4 separate regions of the Mus musculus genome follow, and all the other regions are linked to region 1. A link is a contact called in public Hi-C data. All regions are on one chromosome and are shown on one strand. The core of a region is the stretch at or near the end of the contact, and the rest is flanking DNA. Distances in the headings are between cores, read along the strand shown.

Region 1 (2,700 bases), core at 114-2,613:
GAGGTCTGCCTGGTCTACAAAGGGAGTTCCTGGATAACCAGGGCTACATACATTGAGACCCTATACAAAGTTTAAGTGTAACATACACATAAAAACTTAACCTTGTGTCCAGTTTATGCTTTATAAAGGCTTGACTAATGTGTATCTCATTTGGCCACAACAGACAAATCTTTAAAGATCTACTTGTCTGTGACAAGAATAACTATGAATCTCATAAAGAAAAAAATTTAAATACATTTAGATGAGAAAATCTTGACTGATCGTCCTAATGTTCTCTCAACTTTTAACAGAAACCTATATTTCCCTTAAACTTATGTCCTTGGTGGTATAGTTTAAATCAAGGAGCATTGACAATACTCACTTTCTCAGAAAGAAAAAGGTGGCTCAGAGTTGGAAAATCAGGGAAGTGACTTCTAATTTGTGAAAATAAACTATATGATCAAAGACACAAACTAACAGTAACTTTCCAAAGTTCATCTGCAAACGACTTTAGCAAATTTCAATTAAGGGTGCTTAAGAAATGGTTCAGTGGTTAGCTGCTCTTGCAAAGGTCCCAAGATCAGTTCTCAGCACTCACATGGCTGCTCACAAGTGCCCGAAACTCCAGTTCCAGGCAATCCAATGGCCTTTTCTGGCCTCTGTGGGCACCAAATATGTTTATCTAAACTATTTTTAATTAAAGAGGCTCCTCATTGTTCTATAACTTAGAAGATAAACTACTTTGTTCCAATTGCCTCCTTCCAAAACCAATGCAGATGCCAGAAAGGCAAATAACCATGCAGAACTATTCAAAATGTCTTTATGAGACGATCACTCTTTTATTTACAAGTTTAGATGTGTCCTGAAACCATGCTACTTGCTGTATCACATATAAGCACCTCACTCCTCTTCAAGTGGCAATAGTGAGCCTCCAGAAACTGTCCTGGAGGGAATTCCACTCATCTTATGGCGCTGTCTCGAAAGCACACGCCTACCTTGCATTCACAACACACATACAGCAGCCTGGCATGGAGGACACACTTCCTTGTCCTTCTTCATTAAAAGCCCTGAGGTAATGGCGATCCAGAGTCAGTCATACTTCAGTTAGTATAAACCCTGCAGCTGTTTCCTGCTGCCCCACATCCTTTGTTGTAACCCACTTGGAATCATGGCCAGATTAATTTTAAAGTCTTTCTGTATTGTTACTCCCTTCTAAAAATCCAGTGCTTCCCATTCATAGCACTTGTTTCAAGTGTAATTTTTAATCTGCATAAGTTCATTTCTTCACTTTGCGAAGGGAGCCCGCGTCCATCATGACACAACCTTGTCATGAGAACAGAATGTCTTTGAAAGCTGAGACCGAAAGCCATGCAGTTTCTCTATTTGGATGACAATATATTAACTCATAGCACCACCTACCTTTCAAAGTAGGGAAACAAGGCTTCTTTTCCAGAACTTATGTTTTGCTTAAACAATTACTGGTAAAGGTAGGTTCAGAGTGCAAATAAGTAAAAAACAAAAGAAAAAGAAAAAGTTCCATTCGATATTATGTGAACACTCTTAACAGTATTTATAAATTACTTGGCAATGTTTCATTCAAGTCTGGTCAGCAGCACCCAGACATTTTTAATGTGACAGAAAATAGTGGACAAACTCATTTTTAGCTACTAAGTAGGAAGTGTAGTTAAAGAAACCAGCCCATTCTGACTAACAGAGGTAACTGTTCATTAATACTTCCATGACTAATGGTTAAACACTAAGATGAATGATGCTTTTCCCTCATAATTCATGCTTAGGTTGTTTTCCTTGTCTCAGTATATTTGCCTGTTATAAACAGAGTGTGGTGGTGGACAGTCTTGCTGATGCACACATGGCTCACACCATGTATCCACACTCCTTCAAATCAAGATCATTCCTTGACCTCATGCTGCAATAGGATTATTTCCATAAATGACAATTTGCTTACAGGAATCTAATTGCTAGAGATGCTAGAGGAATTATTTTTGATCAAACGGGGAAAGCTTCTACACTGCTTATTAACTATCACAGAAACCATGAGAGGGAGGCAACTAGGTTTGTGTTGCCCACGAACTGAAATAAATGGCTTCAGATAAACAGTGCCTCTGTCCAAGCTGGATGGGGACCAACCTCCTTTGTAGCTACAGGAAATGGAGGCATTATTGCTAGTGATACCGGCCCACAGAAGACAGAGCGCAAGCAAAGAGCTACTTATGGCTGTCTCATGTTCAAGTCCTCAGATGTCAAAATTAGAAAAGGGGGCTGAGGAGAGGGTTCAGTGGGTAAAAGCACTCGTCATGCAAACCTAACACCCTGAAAGACAGACACCATGACCCTACCTGTTCTTACAGGCAGATGGAGGCAGAGACAAGACAATTACCAGGAGCTAGCCTGGTGTACACAGCAGTGAGCAAGAGATCATACATCAAACAAGGTGGAAAGCAAGAATCCAAGGTTGTTTTCTGCCTTACACACCTGGGAACATGTGTCTATATCCACATCCACACAACACACACTCACACAGTATTAAAAACATTTCAGCCACACTGAACTTGAAAGTAGTGCAAGTGTAAAAGCTATTTTGAAAACGGTGCTTGGTAATAATTTTAAGTTAATCTGACAAAAGTTTGAAGAGTCCATTTTAAAATGGCTTGTTAAAACCGAATAACTGAATTAAATATTTTTCTTAACAAGAGATATACT
Region 2 (2,965 bases), core at 431-2,930, 320 kb before region 1:
CAGAGCACACTCAGCCCAACTGTGCCTGAACCTGCCCAGATAGAGGGCTTGCCTGCAGCCATGCGCCATCTTTTGTGTTGTAGTGTGACACAGTGAAGCAAGCCCAAAGAGTTAGGAAAGACAAAGGACTGGCATAAAAATGCTCAACTTAAAACGTAGGTGACAACCTTTGCTGCTCCTTAAGGGCATTGCACAGTGGACTGGGAGAAGTCAGACGATTTGGGTAGATTGCTCAAGTCGGGTTTTCATCGGTCAGCTGGTGAATGGGTATCAGGATACCTGGCATGGAACTAATGAGATGGTTCAGCGGATGAAGCACTGCTACACAAGCATAAGTATCCGAGTCTGGAGTTTCAGCACTCACAAAAAAAGCCCTAGTAAGGCACTGAACCCTTGGAATCCCGGTGCTAGTCAGGTGGAGGCAGAAGGATCCCTGAGGCTCACCAGTCAGCTAGTCTAGCAAATCAGCAAGCTTCATGTTCAGGGAGAGCCCCTGGCTCAAAAAAAATGAGGTGGAGAGTAATAGAAGACACATTGATTTCTGGCTCCCCGTAGGCATGAGTGCGTGTGTGCACATGCATGATTGGAAACACATATACAAACAAAAACATGTACTTGATGATAGTAAATAGTAATGGCAGGCATGACTGACTGAACATTATTGAACAAGGATTTTCTGAAGGCCTTCACATTGTAACCAGGGACCACCGTTCTTCCTACTTTGCAGCTGAGGGAAGCACTCAGAGAGGTTTAGTAGCTTTGCCAGTGTCACACAGGTGGAGGTAGGAGAACAGGGCAATGTTCTGCAGAGGAAGGCTGTACAGCTGGTGCTGTCGCTAACTCAGCCATACTTGCATAAGGACCCAGGGAAGTGATATTACCATCATGAGTGGGAAATGGCCCTGGTGAGTGGCAGATGATGCCAGAAGATCACAAGAAGGCTGGGTGTCCTAGTGAGGAACTTTAAAGACTTACAACATGCTGAGAACCCTTGCTTTCTGTTCCTCTTGATCTTTCTGATCATGGCAAAGATTAAATCCTGCTAACAGGCTGTCTTGTCCTTGTACTGTCCCAGTCTGTTTCAGCCTCCCCTTTTAAACAGAGAGAGCAGGTGTCAGAGACTCCAGGAAGTAATAACATCTAGCCAGTCTTTATAAAGCCATTTCATGCTATCTTTATTGTCATGCTGAGGAGATGCTGGCTTTTCATGATATAGGCCATGCAAATATTTCTCTTCAAATGCAGTTTGTGCTAACCCCTTTAGAGGAAACAAGAACAAGGTGTCACTGAGACATTTCAAAGCTAACAAAAGTTGGGGAAAGGAAGGTTGATTGCTGAGTGAATGGTGGCCTTTTGCAGGTTTTCGGTTCATATACAACCCATGGTTCACACTCAACACATGCCAAGGTCACTGGGGAGAGAAGAATGCCATTCTCGCTTCTAGTTTGTTAAGAAGTGAAGCAAGCCTTTTGTGGGCTGGATAACACTAATCTTTGCACCGAAACTATGGGTGTTAACCAAGCTTGTTCTGAGAGCTGATGGCTAAAATGGGAGGATGAGAAAGACATTCATTTCTGTCTTCATTGAACCATAAAAAGTGAGTCATGCAGGATAGGCTCTGGGGTCAGAGCGTGCATCAGAACTGTGAGGAAGCAGGGCCTTCCCCATAATGGCTATGCTCAGGGCAGCTTCTGGGTGGCTTCTTTTGCTACTTCCCACCCTACCCCCAGCATGGTGAGTCTCTTCCCATAGCAGCAACTGGACTCTGTGGCAATCCCTGAAGTATGAACTGAGTCATGGTAGAACTCAGTAACTCAAAGTTTGCAGACATTTCCCCAATGTACCACCATTAGACGGAACACCATGAATTGCAGAGAGACTCCACAAAGGGAAAGGCAGAGATGATTGTCTCCAAGCTCCAGTATGTAACATGATTGTGTGGTGCAATTTTCCCTGGAAAGAGTATCACTAGGAAGGTAAGCAGCCCAGGTCTACTGTAACAGTCAGCTAGAAACGTTCTGGAAGAGGAAGAAGTCCCGAATCAGTTCAGTCAGCTTTCACCAGGCCGTGCTTCAGGAGCAAACAGTCCTTAATTTCAGAGGCTCCCAACAACTAAAGCGTGGACTTCAGGGTTTGACTGAGTTTTCTCAGTATGAGCTCCATACCAAGAAGCAAAGGTGCATCTTATAGCAAAGGGACAAAGAGCGATGACAGGACCATGGGAAAGCTCTTCATGCTTCTGCTTGGAAGGTGACAGGTGTGACTTCTACTCTGTACTTATTCAAGTTCTCAGGGGAAGGTTCTAAGACAAGAGTCTGAGTTCATTTATATCATTTGCAGGAAATGCTAGTATCGAAGTGGAAAGTGAGCCAAGGAAGGATCAGTAGCTGGGGCAGATGGGTCATGGAGCTCCAGACCACCCCAGGCTAATGTGTTGACCCTTTTAAGCTTGTTGATCATCGCTGCTTCGTAGAGGTCAGCTCCCCAGAGCTCCAGGCTGTGTGAACACAGGCAGACTGACCTTCTCATTTCTGATGGGCTGTAGGTAAAGTCAGAGACACTAGCAGGTGGCTGCTTGCCTGATGTCACTGGAGTGATATGGCATGAGATATGAGGGCATGAGATTGTGGACATTTCATTGGCAACACATGTTTTGGGGATGTGTGCTGTCTTTCTATGAAGAAATAGAAAACATTGAAAATGAAGGCACAGTTTCTGCAGGAAGTATGAACTCTGAGGTATTAAATGCTGGGAAATCTTTAGTGGTAGAAAGTGGACATGTAGATACAGGGGTGGGGTTCATCTATGCTTTGCAGGATCCCTCCCTCACCTGCACAAAGCTACTTCTGAATCCTTCCTTCTACAATGACTAAAATGATCAGATATTGCCAATTGCCCCTAGGTGGAAAATTTACCCTCTAACAAACCAGTGCTGCACACTGCTATTTCTCAAGGAGTTGCCTGC
Region 3 (2,711 bases), core at 85-2,584, 260 kb before region 1:
TAGCCGGTATCCACTTAAACTTTACATCACAAAGGTTCCAAACAGGGCCGTCATAACAATAGCAACACTGAGGGTGACTGACTGGCTCTTTGATGAATATGGAGACAGGCATCAGAGAGGAGTGTGTTCCAAATTTCTGGCTTCAGAGCATGCTGGGGGGTGTATCATGTCATAGGAAGAATCTCAATATTGGACATTATTATTAGCAACATCATTGGGCCTCTCAGATGGGAGCCAAAAAGCAATGCCAGAGTGTCATCCTGTCAGCACAGGAAAGCCCTAATGTGCTCAAGGACTAGTCTGGGCCAGTTGAGTCTATGTGGATTTGGAGGACATAACCATAAAACCCGCTCAGTAGAAGAATGGGGACTGTCTCCATGCTTCACAAATCATTTCTCCAGTCTCTGTGGCCAAAGACCCTTTGATGATATTTTGGAAAAGTAGACGCAACAAGAAAAATTAATACATTTTAGTGATCCAGGGAGTAAGCGTTGAACAATATGCTTGAGGATCCCAGCCACCAACATTGACTAGGTAACCATCTTAGATCAGTTGTGGTATCTAGGAAACCCTCTGAAACAGTCCCAGGAAGTGGGGAGAGGAATTGAGGGGAACACAAGGACACCGGTTTCTAATAGAAACAGCGGAGGCAGCAAGCCAGAACCACGGTATCTCCTGCATGCAAATGAGAACAAATCCTCACTTTTTACTTGGGTTAATAAGGCTTTTGTAAACAACCCCCCCCCCAACCCAACACACATACCACCTATTCAATTGACTTCTCCTACCATAAGACCAACAGTAGGTATTACAGAGCCCTGACTGTAATCACAAAAGATGTTCTTTCTGTCTGGTAAGTTGACTCCTTGGTCAGTTTAAGATGTGGACTTGGGTGTCTCTTATTTTTTAGCTTCCAGATTTATTGGTCCTGAGTAGGCCTTGGAATCAGCACAGTTCTAAGCTCATCTTTTTCTCCCACTCTGAGAAACTGAGACCCTTCAGAATGTGACCAGTCTTGTTGACACCCCATGTATAACTAGTGTGAGGGAGTAACTATGACCAGGGCTTGAAAATACCTCCAAATGCTGTCTGAACTGGATAAAAATAATGAAAGCAAGACAAACTATAAAGCAACCAGTGCTGTTTGGTTCCTTTGCTTGATTTAAACATTCTTTAAACTCTAATCTCTTCTGCACTATTGTCTAAAAGGATGCAATGGTCTGGACATGAGGAAGCCTTGTTCTCTTAGGTGTCCTATTTTAGATGTAGGAACATGTCAAATGTTCCAGCCTCTAAGGGCGGGCCATGTGGGTGGATCACCATCTGATGCCTGGGACGCCTGAGAGTGAAGTCACTCCACACCACCTTTAGCTACAGATCACATGATTTCCTGCCCTGTCATGGCAGAGACTTGGGGGTTGGCTGGTGGCCATGTGTCTGGGAGTTTGACTGTATGTCAGGCTCCCCAGTGGACTGTTCAAAGCTTGTGTTCATGCTAAAGAGTGTCCAACATGTTTGTCCAGCATTCTCCCAGTTAGTGAGCCCAACTCAAGATGAGTCCCAGGGGCTGGATGCGGTCCATGCAGTCATTTTGTTGGAATAGCATTTCTGGCATGGAACTATGGGTCATTCAAAAGTTCCTCATTATGTTTTGCTGTTGACAGCTGACATAATTTTTTCTCAGCCCAATTCATGTGCACAATCAGAAGTGCTTCAAGATTTACCCTAAGATGGAAACAGGGACTGAAGGACAGAGGACTTGGCAGGCACTGAGTAGCTCTGAGAATCCTGAACCAACTAAATATTGTGTTGCCTATCAGCAGCTAAATTAGAATTGTTCCTAGTTACTGCTAATTTTTTTTTTGCTGTGTCATTCTGGTTAGTTCTTTGTCCTGCCTCTAAAACTAACTCTCTCTCTCTCTCTCTCTCTCTCTCTCTCTCTCTCTCTCTCTCTCCTCTTCTCTCGCCCCTAGTGCTGGAACTTTGCCTGTTACCTTCCGTTGCTTGGAAGATAATCTAGGGATTGACAAGCGTGTGACCAGATTCGTCCTCCCAGTCGGAGCAACCATTAACATGGATGGCACAGCCCTTTACGAGGCTGTGGCAGCCATCTTCATAGCCCAAATGAATGGGGTCATCTTGGATGGAGGTCAGATTGTGACTGTAAGGTGAGTGACGTGCATGCAGAGGACACAGAGACATCCGGCTCCCCCAGTCCCACTCCATACCACCCTCACTTGACAGAAGCTCCTTGAGTTTCAGCTCTAGTGAGAACACAGTGAAGGAATTACTGACAGACTTCAAAGGGAGGAGGTTGTAGCAGGAAGGAAAGGGAGTCTGTCCCATCTGTATGTATTGCACATGCCCACTGGCGCCCAGATCCCGTTTGACTGTTAACAGTCCTATAAATTTGGCCGTACAGTTATTTCTATGCTTATCCAACACACAAGGTTGGAAGTATTGTGGTTTATCCAAGGCTACTCATGAGCTGGCATGGCATGGCTGTAGCTGTGGTGACTTTTACTTATTCTGGGCCCAATTAGTCTGTTATTAAAATATTGTAGGTGAGAGAGTTCAGTGGATGAAAGGTGCTTGCCACCAGACGTTAACCCTGAGGCCCTACATAATGGAAAAAGACAACTACCTCTTAAGTTGTCCTCTGGTCCCTATACATGTACTGTATAAACACCTAGACATGCCAAATTAATATT
Region 4 (2,941 bases), core at 427-2,926, 290 kb before region 1:
ACACACACACACACACACACACACACACACACCCTTTATACTTTGATAAGCTTTAACTAGCTCAATAACTGGGCCACTCCTGAACCTTCAAGTGGCTAATGCACTCCCCTCCAATACTCCTGATAATATTTGCTAAATATATATTTCCTCTCTGCTACCCCAGACCAAAGTGGCCCCTGGGTCTGCTTCCCTGACCTTTATGTGGCTGGATGCTTTCTCTCCTGCAGCTCTTAAATCCAATCTCTCTGCTTCCCCATCATGGCAATTCTGCTCCTTCTTCTTCCCCTCATCCCTTGTCTGGGAATCCTAAAAGTCCTACTCCTGTCTCCCTGTCTAGCCATTGGCTCTTAGTGACTTTATTGACCAATCAAAAATCAATTGGGGACAGGGATCCTCAGCGTCTGGCCGTGTAGATTCCCATGTGATTATCTGTATTAAGACAAAACATTAGAACTAATCCCTAACAACTAAGAACAACTACTCAAGAGAGAAAAATAATCATGTGCAATACATTTTAAAAAGCTGTAGGATTCTTTTTAATGCTTTCCCTCCAAAAGAAACGACAAATACTTGAGGAGATATGTATGTTTAATTCAATCTATACATTTCACAGTATGTTTAGGTATTCAAGTGTCACATGGTAATTTGTATATTTTTACATGTTTATGTATCTTATGTTAAAATAGGTTTAAATAAAAGATCACGGTTTACTGACCGAATCTATCTGGGTCTCCTTCAGAGAGAGTTGTGCTGAGAGTGTCAAGAAATATTTCATCAGCATCTTCTTTGGGGAAGGGCTGAAGGGCCCAGATGCTCTTTTGCTTTGCATGGCCATAGAGTACTGGGACTAAGTTATGGAAAATTGTCATTCTTTCTCCAAAACCTAGTATCTTGACCACTCAGAGGAAAACAGTACTTTCAAACTGGTCTGAACATTACTCTTAGCCAGAGTGAATTAATGTCAAGCTTGGGATGAAGATCTTCGGAGAACCTAAGGTAAGGGGTGATGACAGGTTAGAGTGGCCTTGGTGGGCCAATCCTGGTGACTTCATCCTATTACCCCTGCTTATGCAAACACCATTGCCATCCCTAGGTCTCAAGCACATGCCCTGATGCCACCCAAGTGGCTGTCATGTTAGGAGGAAGTTGTCTTGCTTTTCATAAGTGAGTTTTGTGGGTGAATCAGCAGCTGTGAGCTTGACACGGGTGTCTTAGTAAGGCTGGAGAATGAGAAGTTTGCTTGAGAGCAGTAAGATAAAACAAAGCAATCCTTATTTACACACACGCTTGCAAGCACACACACACACACACACACACACACACACACACACACACACACACGGATAATTGAGATCAGTTCTGTGACCCATTAAGGAAACAACACATGTGGACATTATTCTCATCTTAAAGATCTAGGCTCTTCTAGTCACCATGCACAGTGAAGAGAACCGGGCTTTGATGGAGACAGACAAGAGCTGTGATTCCCAGGCCTACCCTTTCTCAGCTACTTGACAACAAGCAAGTTAGTCAACATTGTCCAAACACTGACTAAAGGCATTCCTCACAGTGTACAAAACATCTCCCGTAAAAGATGCTGTAAAGCCCTGCTGTCAAGCCAGCTCTTATAGGCTGTGAGCACAGCACACAGTCTATAGCACCTACCCCCACGGTAGACTTGTAAAGAAAAGGCTGAAGTCATAGCTGGGTGTCTGAGCACACACTGAGTCATTACTCTTGAGAGATCTACTTTTAGACCATTGATAATAAGGAGACAGCAGAGAAGAACACGAAGGCCCCTCCAGCCCCTATAACTTGCCAGTCACATGTTGGTCTTTCTTTCTGCATTGCCTCAGAAGTGAGATCAATATTGTTTTCACATTTGTCCCTAGGGAATCTACTCAGAGTTATAAATTATGTGACATCCTTGGTAAAATAAAAGAGATTCACTGTTAAACTACCCGATGCTTACGTTTGAGGATGGTTTCATCTGTACAGAGAGGGAATCCAATTTTAGAGGAGCCAGGCAAGAGAAAATTTATATTCCACTAGAAAAGCATCACAGAGTTCTTGATGAAGAATGTTAATTGATACTTGGTGTTTTTATCAGGAAGGCAATAGAGACTGGTGGAGACTGTTGTAGTGGAGTCTTGTTGAAAGTTTTTTTTTTTCTCATTTCTAACTGACAGCTACCACTCAGAGGTGAATTACTTAATGGTTATGTTTTTCATATTTTAAGAGATGTAAAATATGGATTTTGAAATGAAACCAATCTGCCTTTATGTGTGGTTAGTTCAAACATAAAAGCAACAGCCTTGAGCCAACCAGGTAAGCCACTGATTCAAGACAAAACCTTGCCAAACTTCAAATTGAAGGGTTTGTAAGTTGAGCAGGAACAAAGCTTTCTTCAGAGACTCTTGGAAAGAAAGGCCTTTAACCTGGGTACTCAGGAGTAAATGTTAATGATGCAGTGGCCAGCACGGTGCCCTTACCTCTTCCAGATAGAGAGTTATGATTTGTTAGCATCTTGGACTAAGGGAAGAACAAAAGTTCTTTAAACAAAAATGTACCACATAATTTTTCTGGGTAGGTTATGATGTAAACCTCTTCTCTTTCTCTCCATAAAGTACAGTATCTGTCTCTTACTAATGAACTGCAGAGTTGGGTCTGGTCTCAAGTAAGGTACAAAAGGCTCAGTGTACGCTGAACGTAGCCTCAGAAAAACTGGGAGATCGTGGGTGGAGGAAGAAGGCAAGACTGTGCAGGACACAAAAAGCCTGACATTTCTGTCTTCACTCAAAGCCCCTCTCTGTATGTGAGTCCAGAGGTCTTTTTCAGGAAACACTGTAGACCTCATCTAACCCCATTACTGCATTTTGTCCTAATGTTTAATTCAATCTTCCAGTTTTACTCAATACCCAATAAATGGCTGCCACTGTGCATG

The links. Hi-C and Micro-C count contacts between places; a contact is called where the count stands out from the background.
Region 2: a Hi-C map of bone marrow-derived macrophages shows a contact between it and region 1, with 31 read pairs. The contact joins two enhancer-like sites. A contact is called at or near these places in 1 of 15 datasets of contacts at CTCF or cohesin (large pre-B cells), 12 of 484 Hi-C or Micro-C datasets (ECoMG myeloid progenitors, the HPC-7 cell line, Sertoli cells and 7 more), 4 of 115 datasets of contacts at active chromatin or transcription factors (CD8 T cells, SST interneurons, embryonic fibroblasts and 1 more) and 4 of 9 other capture datasets (adipose tissue, liver, macrophages and 1 more).
Region 3: a contact with region 1 is called in a Hi-C map of bone marrow-derived macrophages, with 27 read pairs. The contact joins two enhancer-like sites. A contact is called at or near these places in 1 of 15 datasets of contacts at CTCF or cohesin (the NIH/3T3 cell line), 3 of 484 Hi-C or Micro-C datasets (bone marrow-derived macrophages, centroblasts and embryonic stem cells), 5 of 115 datasets of contacts at active chromatin or transcription factors (CD8 T cells, the NIH/3T3 cell line, embryonic stem cells and 1 more) and 2 of 9 other capture datasets (adipose tissue and liver).
Region 4: a Hi-C map of bone marrow-derived macrophages shows a contact between it and region 1, with 29 read pairs. The contact joins two enhancer-like sites. A contact is called at or near these places in 1 of 15 datasets of contacts at CTCF or cohesin (the NIH/3T3 cell line), 21 of 484 Hi-C or Micro-C datasets (the AML12 cell line, B cells, B-cell progenitors and 14 more), 5 of 115 datasets of contacts at active chromatin or transcription factors (CD8 T cells, embryonic stem cells, large pre-B cells and 1 more) and 2 of 9 other capture datasets (adipose tissue and pancreatic islet).

The regions. Positions count from the first base shown.
Region 1 is chr2:103,017,923-103,020,622 of GRCm38.p6, forward strand. No RefSeq gene overlaps it. Among named protein-coding and RNA genes, the nearest start is that of Pdhx, 54 kb to the right of the region's middle. Within about 2 kb of position 1,364, at least 38 of the 459 cell types and tissues checked have an H3K27ac peak or open chromatin away from gene starts, as enhancers often do. A contact at or near this core is called in bone marrow-derived macrophages and fibro-adipogenic progenitors, where this site is marked.
Region 2 is chr2:102,700,006-102,702,970 of GRCm38.p6, forward strand. The region is part of intron 1 of Slc1a2 (solute carrier family 1 (glial high affinity glutamate transporter), member 2); the gene reads left to right. Among named protein-coding and RNA genes, the nearest start is that of Slc1a2, 43 kb to the left of the region's middle. Within about 2 kb of position 1,681, at least 18 of the 459 cell types and tissues checked have an H3K27ac peak or open chromatin away from gene starts, as enhancers often do. A contact at or near this core is called in bone marrow-derived macrophages, where this site is marked.
Region 3 is chr2:102,759,042-102,761,752 of GRCm38.p6, forward strand. It overlaps Slc1a2 (solute carrier family 1 (glial high affinity glutamate transporter), member 2), which reads left to right. Exons shown (of 11, transcript NM_001077514.4): 8 at 1,974-2,168. Among named protein-coding and RNA genes, the nearest start is that of Gm13872, 14 kb to the left of the region's middle. Within about 2 kb of position 1,335, at least 50 of the 459 cell types and tissues checked have an H3K27ac peak or open chromatin away from gene starts, as enhancers often do. A contact at or near this core is called in bone marrow-derived macrophages and fibro-adipogenic progenitors, where this site is marked.
Region 4 is chr2:102,723,600-102,726,540 of GRCm38.p6, forward strand. The region is part of intron 1 of Slc1a2 (solute carrier family 1 (glial high affinity glutamate transporter), member 2); the gene reads left to right. Among named protein-coding and RNA genes, the nearest start is that of Gm13872, 22 kb to the right of the region's middle. Within about 2 kb of position 1,677, at least 21 of the 459 cell types and tissues checked have an H3K27ac peak or open chromatin away from gene starts, as enhancers often do. A contact at or near this core is called in bone marrow-derived macrophages, where this site is marked.